Regions from separate parts of the Mus musculus genome. Here region 1 is linked to region 2. The links are chromatin contacts, called in public Hi-C maps. All regions are on one chromosome and are shown on one strand. The core of a region is the stretch at or near the end of the contact, and the rest is flanking DNA. Distances in the headings are between cores, read along the strand shown. Region 1 overlaps Sv2b (synaptic vesicle glycoprotein 2 b). Region 2 holds the start of St8sia2 (ST8 alpha-N-acetyl-neuraminide alpha-2,8-sialyltransferase 2).

The links. Hi-C and Micro-C count contacts between places; a contact is called where the count stands out from the background.
Region 1: a contact with region 2 is called in a Hi-C map of nephron progenitors, with 3 times the contacts expected there. The contact joins the enhancer-like site here to the promoter of St8sia2 in region 2. A contact is called at or near these places in 2 of 39 promoter capture datasets (the 3T3-L1 cell line and embryonic stem cells), 24 of 484 Hi-C or Micro-C datasets (B cells, CD4 T cells, CD8 T cells and 15 more), 7 of 115 datasets of contacts at active chromatin or transcription factors (astrocytes, bone marrow-derived dendritic cells, craniofacial prominence and 4 more) and 3 of 9 other capture datasets (adipose tissue, embryonic stem cells and liver).

Annotation. Positions count from the first base shown.
Region 1 is chr7:75,115,179-75,122,266 of GRCm38.p6, forward strand. Sv2b (synaptic vesicle glycoprotein 2 b) reads right to left here. Exons shown (of 13, transcript NM_153579.4): 12 at 4,747-4,906; 13 at 1-2,600. The coding sequence ends at 2,417. Among named protein-coding and RNA genes, the nearest start is that of 4930533N22Rik, 89 kb to the left of the region's middle. Within about 2 kb of position 2,998, at least 91 of the 459 cell types and tissues checked have an H3K27ac peak or open chromatin away from gene starts, as enhancers often do. A contact at or near this core is called in craniofacial prominence, nephron progenitors and pre-pro-B cells, where this site is marked.
Region 2 is chr7:74,010,734-74,017,133 of GRCm38.p6, forward strand. It overlaps St8sia2 (ST8 alpha-N-acetyl-neuraminide alpha-2,8-sialyltransferase 2), which reads right to left and starts at 2,949. Exons shown (of 6, transcript NM_009181.2): 1 at 2,664-2,949. The coding sequence starts at 2,761.

The sequences.
Region 1 (7,088 bases), core at 1,748-4,247, 1.1 Mb after region 2:
CACTTATCTCATCAGGAGTGACAGCAAGTTATGAAGCAGCCAAGTACCATGGCCAGATAACCCTTCATGAGAGAGGCTGCAGACCATGGCTGCATCCTTCTCACATCCCGTGTGATGGATGGACGGGAATTGCCCTTGGTTGGTTAGGCAAACAGGTTAAGGAGCCATAAATGTAATGTAGAAGACAGAGCTTAGAAACCAAGAACAGTTAGCCTAAAATAACTGCAGCCACTCCTGTGCTTTAAAAATTAGTCAGATTTAAAGTTTACAAGATATATCTGACTGTAAATGTGGATTCTAACTGTCTCGTACATTTCTTGAGTGGTAGCTGAGCACTGAGGTCTATTATCCCATTAAAGAACACTGTTATGAGGGATACATAACCACAGATTTATACAATTCTCTCATGATCCTAAGCAATGCATTCCATATCACAAGAAAATGGAAAAGGACATCACAGCTATATTACAGAAAGTTTCTCGTTATCAACAGAGCGTTATCAGTTAATTCCTATAAAACACCGAGAGAAGCATTAATACATTCTGTATATTTATATATATTTATATTTGGAGTAATGGGGGTTATCACATCAGACCTGATGCATCTTCCTTCCCTGGACAGAAAGTAATGGTGGTGTAAATAAAGAGGTGGGGACCAGAGAAGCAGAGTAAACATGTTAGCCACACTTGAAAATGGGAAGTTCTCAAAGATTTCACTCTTTCCCACTGCCAACTTATATTCCAGAGGACTAGGCAAAGATGGCTTGAACTGGCCTGGCATCTAAGTATTTCCACAGAACTGAGAAAACACTCAATGTAGTCATTAGTTTGGTTTAGATTTGGGAAGATTTCTAATAGGTAGAGATTAGCACATCACAGCTTGTGTGTGTGCTGCAAATAACGTGAGCAAACTAGTTCTTACAGTCAGTCAGTCAGTCGTTCTGCTGGCCCAGGTAAGAGCAGCTCAGGTGGCAGGAACTCCTAGCTCTGTCTCTACCATTGCAGAGGGTACTGATGAACAAAAGCCACTCCCTCAGCCTAGCCTCCAGACTGCTGGCACCTGCCAGAGCAGCCCTGACCCCCTCTCCCCTTTCCACATTCAAGTTCCAACCTGGATCTCAGAAAAAGCTTCCTTGGAGCAATGAAGAAACGAATGTATCTCATGCCTTTTATTTCCTAATGTGCATGCTAATGGCCTGTTTCGAACGCCCCGAGCCAACACACAGAGCATAAATTTCTCATAGGTCCTAAACACTATAATAAATGTACATTGTGTTTTTCTTTGAAATCAAACAGGAAGAACTCACATTTTGAAGAACTGTGGTTACCTTTCCCCATCCTTAGTCAGTTATCTGTGAGGGGGTTCTCTCTAAAGAAAAGGAGTGCAAGCAGCCAATAATAAAAATAAAAACATTTTCATTTCATTTCTTCCTGTTCTCTCTGGGTAAACAGCATCAAACAACCTATGGTCCTGAGTTTCACAAATGAGCAACACAGGAGAGAGAAGTACCTGCCCTACCAATTTGAAGAAAAGTTCCCAGGTAAAGGAAATGGCACGTGGCTTGCCAAGTACATCCTCCGGACAGCAAGCAAGATGCTACCCATTCGCACCAAGTTTCCTGCGACCTTGAATGGAGAGTCCTCCCCAAATATGGCTAAAATGTTGGCAACCTTAGCAGCCACCATTTGTGGGAATAAAACCTCAAAACTCTTATATACAAACTTAGTTTACATAATACCCATCCTCACGTTGCTCTGACAAGAGCAAAACCATAATAAATATAGTTCTTAGTGTATCACCTCTTCGTTATGCAAAGTTCAGGATGCTTGGGAAGAAAAGTCCGTCTATATACATTTTGCTTAAAGGTTGGGTTTTTCTATATCAGAGTATCCTCAAGGCTACTGTGCCAGTTTTCAAAAGGAAAATATGATAGGTGATACTTTCAAATGCAAATACGTAGTCTGCTCTCTGAGCCCAGTATGTGTTGACCCCACTCCCCACTATGACAATCTGCTAGGTCACTGGGCTCCCAGAAGCTGCATGGAGGAGCTTAAGTGGTTCTAGTCCTCAACTTCAGTCCGAAATGCAAATAGTTTTTTGCACCTCATTTAGAGGAGCATATACTCCTTGCTTACTGTGTGTGTTTACTGGAGTGTCCTCTCCCTGCCTGGGATGAAGAGACCTGAAGCTAAGCACACAGCTCTGGGATCCCAAGGATGGTTCTGGGCACCCCTAGTCAATCACCTGAGTTAAAAATGTATTAACAACTGCAGTGGGTCCTAAACTAGGGATCACAAAGTCCATTTCTCCTTCCGTGCTGTCCGCGGTATCCTGTAGACAGTGAGAGGCAGGAGGCGTGGCTGTGCTGGAGTGTCCTGAAAAAGATCTTCCCATCTGTCTTTTCCCGGTGGGTTGGTCACATCAGGACTTGCTCTCGAGTCTCTGGCAATCGAAGGGCAATCAGGCCACCTCCAACCAGAGAAGCAGCAGCCAGAAGGATGGGGACCACTTTGGTTATCCCAACAAAAGAAGCAAAGATAGTGTTTCCCAGGATGGCCCCAAACTTGCACAGTCCGTTGAGGATGCCGAAGGCCGTGGCCCTGCAAAAGAAGAGGACAGGAGAGGATTCTGAAATTCTGGGCTTCGCTAGGTGAACGGCTGTATGTTCTTTCCTTGTTGTAAGAGGAGGAGGTGTGGGACTCAATTTCTTATCTAAATATAAAAACAGCGATTTCATTTTAGCCAACACTGGAAATACTCAATGAAATTAAGATGTAGGGATACCTGGACTAATAGCTGCTATTAACATTCTGAATTGCCTTCAAGCCTCTTTCCTTATCTTCCCAAGCATATCTCTAATTAAAATAGTTACAAGTAGTACTTGCTTACAGAAAAATATCAAAAAAATAAAGCTGCATACGAAATAAAGTGTGAGCACACTCTCTTGTGGCAAAGACTGCTAACTCACTCTGCAATTTAGGTCCCCAACTGTAAGACTACATTTCCCAGAGTCCCTTGCTGCTGGCTGTGTGAGCGTGACTTAGTTTCAGCCAATGAGACAGAGTGCACATGAAAAATTTCCTGAGAGAGGTTGTGAGCGAATTTCTACTCTCTCTTCCTTTATTTTTTGTCCTTTGTCTTACTTCCTGCAACAGAGATGGACCGTGGTGGAATCCAGGCAAGGGAGACTAGAAGCATAGAAGCCTGAGCCTTCTGCTCAGGCTGCTGATGAAGAGTCCTTGCAATGCCAAACCTCCCATGCTTGTTTGGAATTTCTGCCATCCATGGCAGAACCCAGTACTAATTATTATCCCTAAATTACACTCCAGTGATAAACTTCATGAACGACACAGCCTATCCTGACCACGACTGTATAGAGCATCATTTTTCACTCTATAAGAGTCAAAGGATCCTTTCACAGGGCTCACCTAAGATCGTCAGAAAACACAGATATTTACATTATGGTTCATAACAGTGGCAAAATTACAGTTAGGGATTAACAATGAAAGTAATTTTATGTCACCACAACATGAGGAGCTATATTAAAGGGTCGCACCATTAGGAAGGTTGAGAACCACTGGGACAGTATTCTCAAGATGGTCATTCCTGTGCTGCAATTAAACTACTTCTTCATTATATCAAAAGTTTAAAATATTGGCATATATTTATGGTTAGAGGTTGGGCTCTATTATCTATACCTGAGCAGCATGGTGGGTTTATAAGCTCCAGCCCCAACCCTAGCGAGTATGTTTGCTTTATTTTCTATCTCTATATGCCTGCTTTTCTAAGTAAAATTTAAAATGATTTTTTTCAGCTTTCCAGGGGAGGGGGAAAGTCTCACTGAATTTTGAATGGACTATTGTAATTGGAGAAGAATTAAAGGAAACTTGATATTTTTATAAGAGTAAATTATCTCAAGACAGTGAAGCATGTCTTGGTTTCTGTTTTATGTCTTCTTTTATATTGTAGCAGAGGTTTACAGTTTTATTCATATTTCAGGATGTTTTTTGTTTGTTTGTTTTCTATGTGTCTCTTCATTTCACTTTCCTAAATTTCCTACCTGTAAAACCATAGCCCACTCAACAATGACCACTATCCTGTCCCTTACTATTAATAAAATTTAGCATTCTTTGACTCAGGAAACATGGTATGCTAGCCAGCCAAAGCCCAGAAGCTCTGTTGTTGACTTTAGGAATACCACTAAAATACTTTTCAGAACTAAGCTCACCCATCCTCCATACTATGCCCATCCTTGTGAGCATTTATCCACTGTACGTATAGTTCAAGATCCCCTTCAAGTAGAGAAACACCTACTGGGTAATGAACTTGACCTTCTGCTTTTAAACAAAGAGTAAACCCTGGCAGCCCTGGACCACTCTGCCTCCATCCACCTTCTCTTCCTTCTTGTTGAGCCCCACGCCATCCATATTGTCCCAAGTCTTCATGTTTTCTCCTTAGTTCCCATTGGCAGGCCTGAGCTTAGCTCCAATGAGGATCGAATGATACAGAAGGCTTTAGTCACTCTTACCCCTCCACTGAGACAGCTTACGTTTGTCCTCTGGTTCTTGTCACTCACTCAACTCTATCAAACCCTAGCCTACCCAGGCCCAGACCACTGACATCATCTTGGAGAGAAAGTCAATTGCCCGGGAGACGTTTGGAACATGGACTTCAAGAAGACCAAGGCCATGCATGGTCCAAGATTCAGCTTCTGAGCAGAGTAACTTAAGTTAGGTCAGAACTGACCTCTGGTTGGTGGGATACAGCTCAACTGTGATCACATCCAGAGCATTCCAGGCTGCAATGCTGGTCCCACAGAACAGGCATTGCCAGCCGATCATCGCAGACTCGCTGTTGCCAAAAAACAGGAAGAAGCAGCAGACTGCAGAGATGAGCATGGAGCCGCCTATGGAGACAAGACGAAGGTGGAAAGAAGTGTGAGGCCTGTGGTGTCCCAGAGTCTGCTCCCCAGAGGATTTGCCCACACCCCCAATCTCACAGGCTCAGGTGAAGTAACATGTCACTTGAGTAACTAGGTCCAACTTCCACTTGGGAAGAGCACAAATGGAACAAATAAACTCACACATATTTTAAATTCAAGTATATACGATGGAAAAGTAAATATTGACATGTACACATGGAAAGAGTGGATATACATTTATATACAACTCAAAAGTTAAGATATTAAGAGTCAACTGCTTTTTTAAAGAAATGTAAAAATAAAATTAAGAATCAGAGCTCACATAGCTTACGTTCCAATGTGAATACATTTCAGGTCAGCTACAAAGGGAAAATTCCAGAAGTGCTGTTCCGCTTCTCCACCTATGACCTGTTCTGGTTTGAATTTTAAAAGCCCCCCAAAAAGCATATATGTTGGATGAAGCGTTGTCCCCAAGGCAGCCACACTCAGAAGTAGAGCCTCTGGGGACCTCTGGGCTCATTAATGGATTAATCATGTATGGATTCATCATTTAATAATAGCATCTGAAGGAAGAGCTCCCTGTGCTCCCAGGCCATCATAGGGTGAACAGCTTTGTGCTGTCACATTCTCCCTGTCATGATGCTCTGCCACAACACAAATGCTCAAACAATGGAGGCAAAGGCTGCGAACCAAAATCTAAAGTCGGGAATCAAAATAAATATGTCTTCCTTCTAAGGGCAAACACCCTTCTAGAGTGTTGTTATAGCAACAGAAACAGGACTAATGCATCATCATCTCCACCACAGAGATCCCTCTGCCCTCCCAAAACCTACTGCAACCTCCTGAGAAGCTGGGAACCATTGTCACCATGATGGGAAGACAGAGGAGTGGAACTGCTCAGTGACCACCATCCCATTTTAGAAGCTCCATCTTTGGCAATGGCTAAGTCCCTCCAGGACCACAGCTCCTTTCAGGTTATTCTTCCACTACTGTTTGAGACCCCGTTGGGCTCTGTGAATGCTGTTTTTTCCCCTGGTTCCTGCCACCATAGGATGACAGCTGCCTCCCACTTTTGCCAGAATCTGAGAGTCTGGCCTCCCTCATTTGTCCCGACCCTGGCCACATGTGTAAAGCTGTCCATCAACAGTGTAGGGAAAACTACACCATTCAGGGAGAACTCTCTGACTAAGAATCCCACTGACGGAGATGGTAATAAGAGACCCCATTTTAAAACTGGATGTAGCAAACCCTTTCCAAACCCAAGAATTCCACCCAGAGAAGCTTGGAAAGTCTTGGGTTGGCTCTGGTCATGACTGACTGGACTACAGGCCTGAAAGGGTCTGGAATAATGTGCGGATGAGGCCAAAAGTAAAGCAAAAGTAGTGAGTGCCAAAAAGTAAGTGGGTGAGCTTCCCACCACCATCAGGGCAATGGGAACAAGTATCCTCCTTGCCTGGAATCCAAATGCTTTTCTGACTACCCAGAAACCTCCTTCCTCATGGGATCTCACCCTGGAGTCACACAGGGACTCGGGGCTGTAAGTACAGTGGGAAGTGTAAGCCTGGCAAAGGAGCTAATGAATAATAACTATCCACCCAGATACTGCCCCCTCTGGGAAGGGACAGGGCTGTAAGCAGCCAGGAGGGAAGCACAGGGAAGGAAGCTGGCATCTATGGGCCACAAGAGTCCTGAGAGCAATTCCCTCCAAGCACATGCTCTGCTCCAAGAGATCAATGTGAGGCTTAGCTAATACATCCTGACTAATAAAACACCATTGCCAAAGTATGCTATGGTCAAGGAGCTTCCTCGACTCCGTGCTAACTGCTCCTACCGTAGACGTGCACGGTCCACTGCCCCTTCGTTTCCATAATCTCAATTCCTCTTCTAATTAAGAGGTCTAAGTTCAAGTTCAAGCCTCACCACTTTCTCTCTGTGTGGCTCTGAAAATGTCCTCTACCCGCTCCTGCAGTGTCTCATTTTCCCATCTGTAAAATGTTAATATCAATAGTACCCACCCCGTGGGGCTTATGAAATGCTTGGAACCCAGCCTGGCAGACCAGCATCCTGGCTAAATGGAATCCCTAGTTGTGTCTGTCTCCCAATCCATCTTTTGCTCTTTAAACATGAGGATGTTGATGGTCTCAATTACTGTTATATTCCCACAGCG
Region 2 (6,400 bases), core at 1,699-4,198:
ATTTGCTTTTTAAAAAAACTGTTCATCTCTTAGTCCCAGGACAACTTATCCCCAAAGTGACTCTGTCTTTCTTGCCTGCCCAGTAGAATTCAGGATCACACTGTTCTCCCCTGTCCAGATAGGGCCATGGTTCTCTCTGGTGGGTAACTTGCTATCTTCCCCAGCACAGTTAGCAAGGCGTGACACAAAAGCATTGTGGTCTTGAGTAGGACCCCATGCCTTCCTAGGAAGCATAGGGCAAAGGAGACAGAGTCCTCTTGACACCCCCAAATCTATTCCAGGTCACTTACCCACAGCAAACGTTTTAGGTGGCTCCAAGGATAAGTGTTAAAACCACACTCCTTATCAGAAAGATGGGCTAGTGCAATTCCCATACTCTGTCCCACATTATTCCTTCCTTCTCCATGCATGGTAAATGCAGTGAGCCCCCTTCCCTCCAGATTAAACAGGTGGGGCTGACTGCAAACAGAACTGGGCTATTGATACCAACCACGTGGCCTGGGTAATGCAGGTCCATGGTGATCCCCACCAAACTAGGAGAAAGTGTTGATTGACAAAGCTAAAGTCCACCCCAAAGACAGGCGTCTACAGAGATGATGCTATAGAAGGTGTCAGGGTGGGCTAGTCGACAGTTTTCTTACTAGGATCAGTCCAGGTATGGGGGTGGGGATGGGGGAGACTCAGGGATCCCCTGGTAAAACACAGTATGCCACAGCACAAGAGCCTTGAGTTTTCAATACACACTCTATATGTAAATGCTCCTCTGGAAACTTCTGTCTGCCTGCTGGAAGAATTTGACTGTGGAAAGTGAAGGCTTCAAGATGCCTTTGGCAGGAATGGGAGACACCACGTGTAACTGATCTTCTCATTACATTTTAAAAATTAAAAGTCCCTGGCACATAGAAGAGACTCAGTAAAAAGTTCAGCGAATTGATGAGCCGGGATGCCTGCTCCTGGAAGTGGGAGCATATGTATACACACACACACACACACACACACACACACACACACACACACACACACACACACACACCCCAGAAGAAGTAGGCATCTGAAGGTCTTTCCTTTTCCCATTGTCAAAGTCATCTAGTGACCCGGGAGCGCTTTAGTCCATATCTCAGAATGTGACTGCACCAATTTCTGTTCCGACCACACACCAGGAGAGAAGCTATGGGAAAGCAGTTCGTTTCTGTCTCTGCCGAGAAGCTGGCGGCACAGAGTGTATTAACTGAACATTAAGTGAAAGTTTTCGGAGTTCTTGGGGAAACCGAGGACGAGAGGAATGAAGCAGAGAGGGACTCTTGAAACATAGTGGAGTCCATAGAATGGTTTGTGGGGTTACAGAAAGGGACAGTGAGTGGGAGAGAGAAAGCAAAGGGTAGGAAGAGGCACCTGCTATTAGGTTAGGGTCCCTAGGGCCTCAGCATCTTGGATTCTGGACTCTCTCTGTTTTGGAGGGATCTGAAGGCAGGACCCATCCATTCTCTGTTCTTATATCCTTACGAACGAAGTTGGACAAAGGAGGGGCGCACGCAGCACAGGACGCTTGTTTGATTGAGCTTGGCTCCTCACTAATCCCACAGAGAATCAAATCCGCCTCCTGTGCTCTCAGGGACCTCACCCTTTTACTGAAGGCCACCTCAGAGCCTTGCTGCCTTCCTACATGTTCCACCACGGTTTGGAGGCTCCGGACATGGGTCGGGCTCCGCGTGCAGAAGACTGTAGGATCGGGAGCCAGCTTCAGCCCACGGGACACCCTGATTGATGAGCCCAGCTCAGTTAGACAGCTCATTCCAAGAAGTCCCGAACCAGGCACAGCTGGAGGTGTGGTCCCGCCTACCTCTGAAGAGATAGGGACAAGCTGAGATCGCGCGCTCCTGGGGACCCCGAAGCCCACCGGGCGGCGTTGGAGACTTTCCGACAACCTCCCCGGGTCTTGGCGCCGGCTGTGAGCGCTCAGCAACCTGGGGTTGCCTGGGGCCGTCGCAGGGTTGTCAGAGCACCCAAAGCCAGGGGAGAGCCCTGGTCTCCAGCACCGCGCGCCACACCTTTAGCGGTGCTACCCCCCACGCCCGGATCCTGGGCTGGCCGGCGGGAGGCGTGGGTGCGTACCGGTGTGTTCAGGGCACATTCCCCTTCCCAGGAGTCGGTACGGAGCCCTTCCCACTCATCTCCCGCCAGGGGATTCCCCTCCCCCAGCTCAGAGATCCCCCGCGCGCCCCCTGCCCACTTTGCCAAGGCGAGAAAACGGCCGAGCCGGAGACAAAGAAACTCCTGCCTGCCTCCACTCTCCGTCCTTCTACCCGCCCGAGACACTCCCCGGCGCCCTCCCTCGACCCCGGCGACACCGCGCGCGCACACGCCGGGGGAAGGGACTAGGGGACAGGGAGCAGGGTGGGTGAGTCCGCTTTCCCCACGCCGCGCGGCTACAGCTGCCCGTGCACCCCGCCCGGGGACGCCCCTCGGCAGCCGCGCCCCCATCATCCACTCCCTAAAGCGTCCCGGGCCCCTGACACTGCCACCCCCAGCCCAAACCGCCGGCACTATCCCTCCAGCTGAGCGACAGGGGGGCGCGGCGCACACAAAGCGGATGGGGAGTAAGGAGCCCAGGGGAAGAAGAGATCCCGCCGGGGATGGGGCACGGGCTCAGGGAGGCTATTTACCCGATTTCTTCTTCGATCTCTGAGATGTCTGCGAAGATGAGGAAGACCACGAGCAGCGTAAGCGCGGCCAGCATCCAGCTCCGGAACTGCAGCTGCATGGTGGGGTCGGTGCCCTCCGGGACCCGCGCGCGGGCCGGGGCGAGGAGCTGGGGCTGAAGGAGCCTCCGCGCTCCACGCGCAGCAGGGCACACACCCTGCGCTCCGGGCGAGTCCTGGCCGGCGGCGGCCAAGGCGACAGCAGCAGCAACAGACAAGGGTTGCTCTGGCGCGGCGAGCCCGCTCGCTCTCTCTCCGCTCCTGCCCGCCCCTCCCCTCCCCTCCCTCCTTCTCCCCCCCCCCTTTCCCCCCCGCCCCGCACTGGGCTCCAGGCGCAGTTTGACAGCTTTGCTCCGCGCCTTGCCTGGTCTCCTCCCACTAACTCTAGCGGCCACCCACCCGCCTTTGCTTTTCCTGCCCGAGAGGGCTCAGGGAGCTTGCCACTCCCGGCCTAGGAAGGCTGGGCTCCGGCCATCGAAAGCGACCCGGAGACTGAGCTGAGCCAGACAACTCGGAGCACCCGGGGCTGCTTGGCAAACGCCTAGCGTCGCTCGCTCTTTGTCCAGCGCCCTCGCTTCCTCTCAAAGTTTTCCCGACACAAAGACTAGCACCTTGGGGACGGTCTCCGGCGCGCTGCGAGGAGGCGGTATCCTCTGGGCTACGCTTCAGCAGTTGACGAATTGAAAGGGGAAGTGGAAGAGAGGAGGGGAGAAGAAATGGGCAAGAGGGGCCAACTTCACCAGCGATGTTCATGGCAATTGGTGGGCGAGGTGCTCAGCCTGCACAACACCACCTTCTCTATGGGCGGTCATCTCTGTCCATTTATAGACCCAAGCCCGGGAGCATGGAACTCTCGAGTTGTTTGAGGTCATGGCTAGAACCCAGGGATCCCCGTAGTACCTGCTCTACTTCCAAGAGCAGGCATAGTACCCACATTGTGGCTGGTACTGTACGTGCTTCATCCCCTTAGCTCGTGCTCTTTTCTGGTCTAATCAATAAACCCCTGGAGTCCTATCATGATCAAAAGGCCTTCTAGAAAAATACACTTCCCACAAAGGGAGATGCTCCTCCCCCCCACCCCATACCGAACGATTTCCCTGCTTCAGACCCTTTTAGCTCACTTTACCGTTACCTTTTGCCCTGCTGCGTCAAGAGGGAAGAACCCATTCATTAAGTTTTACTAGAACTAGATTACAACACACACACACACTGGATGTAACTTTTCAGAAGAAGCCAGATCGTCCTTTGGTTAGTGAAGGGTCCTAGAGGTTGCTTGTCAGAGGCGTTGAGAATGTCAATGCAGTGCCCTACTGTTTGGGAAGCACCTGTAGATAAACAGAGATGCCCAGTCGGTTGTCCTCCAGAACAACTCCAAGGAGGAGCTAGTAGTTCCCTTAGTGTAGTTCCCGTGTCTCTCCCAGGCCAAGGTGTGAAGGTCTAGGGAGCTCCCCACACTTCTTCATTGAGGAACAGGCTAAAGGGAGTGGTCTCTGCAGGAGGCCTGCTGGGTTTTGTTGCTGTTTTTATTTTTATTGTTGTTGTTGTTGGTGGTGGTACTGGTGGTAGTGGTGTGATTCAGGACAAGCTCTCACCTGCAGGGAGAGCCTCTATGCCCTGCCTGCTGACAGGATACGGAAACAGCGTGGTAAGGTGGGGGACAAGTTCTTCAGGGGTCTCCTCTGAGTGCCAGCAGCAGTTGTCTTTTTCCCAGAGGAGGGATGCGCCCCTTCCAGGGTGTTTCATTGCTTCCCCCCCCCCACCCTTGCACATCAGTTCCTTCCCTTTCAAGGAGTACCCAAGAGTAGCACACTTTCCCCCTTGGGGGTGACTTTCAGAGGCTGAGCACCTTGTTGAAAGTCACTCTTTCTTTTCAGTACAAGTAGGGAGATGTCTAAAGAGGGCATCTCAGAGCTGAGGAGGTGGCTCAGTCTGTCAAGGGCTTGGTGCACATGAAAGCATGAGGACTTGAGTTTGGAATTCTCGAACCAAGTTCAAAGCTGGGTAATGTGCATCTCTAACTGCAGTGCCCAAGGGCAGGGCAGAGACAGGCAGGTCCCTGGGGCTTGCTGGCCTGCCAGTATAGCTGAATTGGCAAGCTCCAGGTTCAGTGAGAGACTGTCTCAAAAAATAAGATGTAACATTGCTGAGGAAGGCAGCCAACATTAACCTCTGGGCTCTGTACACACATACCTGCATGTGTGTGTGCAATTATAATACATTGTACACACTCCACATGAACATGATCAACAACTGCAACAACCACACACACACACACACACACACACACACACACACACACACACACACACACACACTGAAGGGTCTCCAGCTGGCCAAACATAACAAATGTGGTTCTGGCAGGCCTTGATCTTTCCATCCCCTTTACCTTGCAAAAAACCTAAAACCAAACCAAACCAAACCAAACCAAAAACATCAGGTTACATTCTTAAAACTGACCACCAAGGTTTATTCCTTCCTCCTGAGGCTGACTACCAAGGTCTAGGTATTAAAAGCCCTCTTTTTAGCTGCCAGAATTAACATACCCAATCAAAATTAGACACCTCATCCTAACATGGGGTTTTCCCCTTTACCTTTATAAACCACCATTTGCTATGGGCCACGTCTGTCTCCTCTCTATCCAGAGGCTGGGACAAATAGCCCTTCCCCTTCTCCCTCATCTTCTATCTCCTGTCTTTATCTCTTATTCTGTGCCCTTTGTTCTTCTGGGACAAATAAATCTTTGTGCTGAGAATGTGGTCGTGCAGTGTGTTGTGCTGACACTAGCACACACCACACACACACATATACACCACACACCATATACACACACCACACATACACACACATACACACCACACACACATACACCACACATACACACCACACATATACACACCACACACTTGCCACATACACACATACCACACAAACCACACATACACACTATACACACACATACACACACACACACACATACCACACAAACCACACATACACACCACACACACATACACACCACACACACATACACACCACACACACATACACACCACACACACATACACACACACACACACATACCACACAAACCACACATACACACCACACACACATACACACCACACACACATACCACACACACCACACACCCACACCTTTCTATCAGTGTGACCGATTAGGTGGTCTAGTTCATCCTGTGCCCACATTTTCTAAGTGCCTTTCTCTCTGTCTGACTTGATGCATCATGTAGGAGGCGTTGTACTTGGTGAGATTTTGTTTTGCTTTTCTCCATTCACTTCATTCATTCAGCACTGTTTATTGAGCAGTTATCTTGTGCCAGGTTCCATGCTAGAGGCTAGAGATAACAAGAGCCAAGTCATTTCCTGCCCTCTAGTGGCCCTCTTTTCAGAAGGAAGGCAGACTTGCCAATGTCTGATTATGACAAAGGGCGTGAGCTACAGTGGAGCTGTGTCTCCTACTTATAACTGATTAATAGGACCACTCCAAGGAACAAGAGGAAACCACCCTGGCCTCTCTCTTCCCTGCTCTTTGCCTTTCTTCAGCTACACATTTTCACTTTCTACTGTTCGTGTGTGTAGAGTGTGAGCATGTGTGTGTGTGGGGGGGGGGAGGCACATGACAGTGTGTAGGTGCACATGTATGTTTTCATGTATATATGTGGAGGTTTGAGATTGATGTTG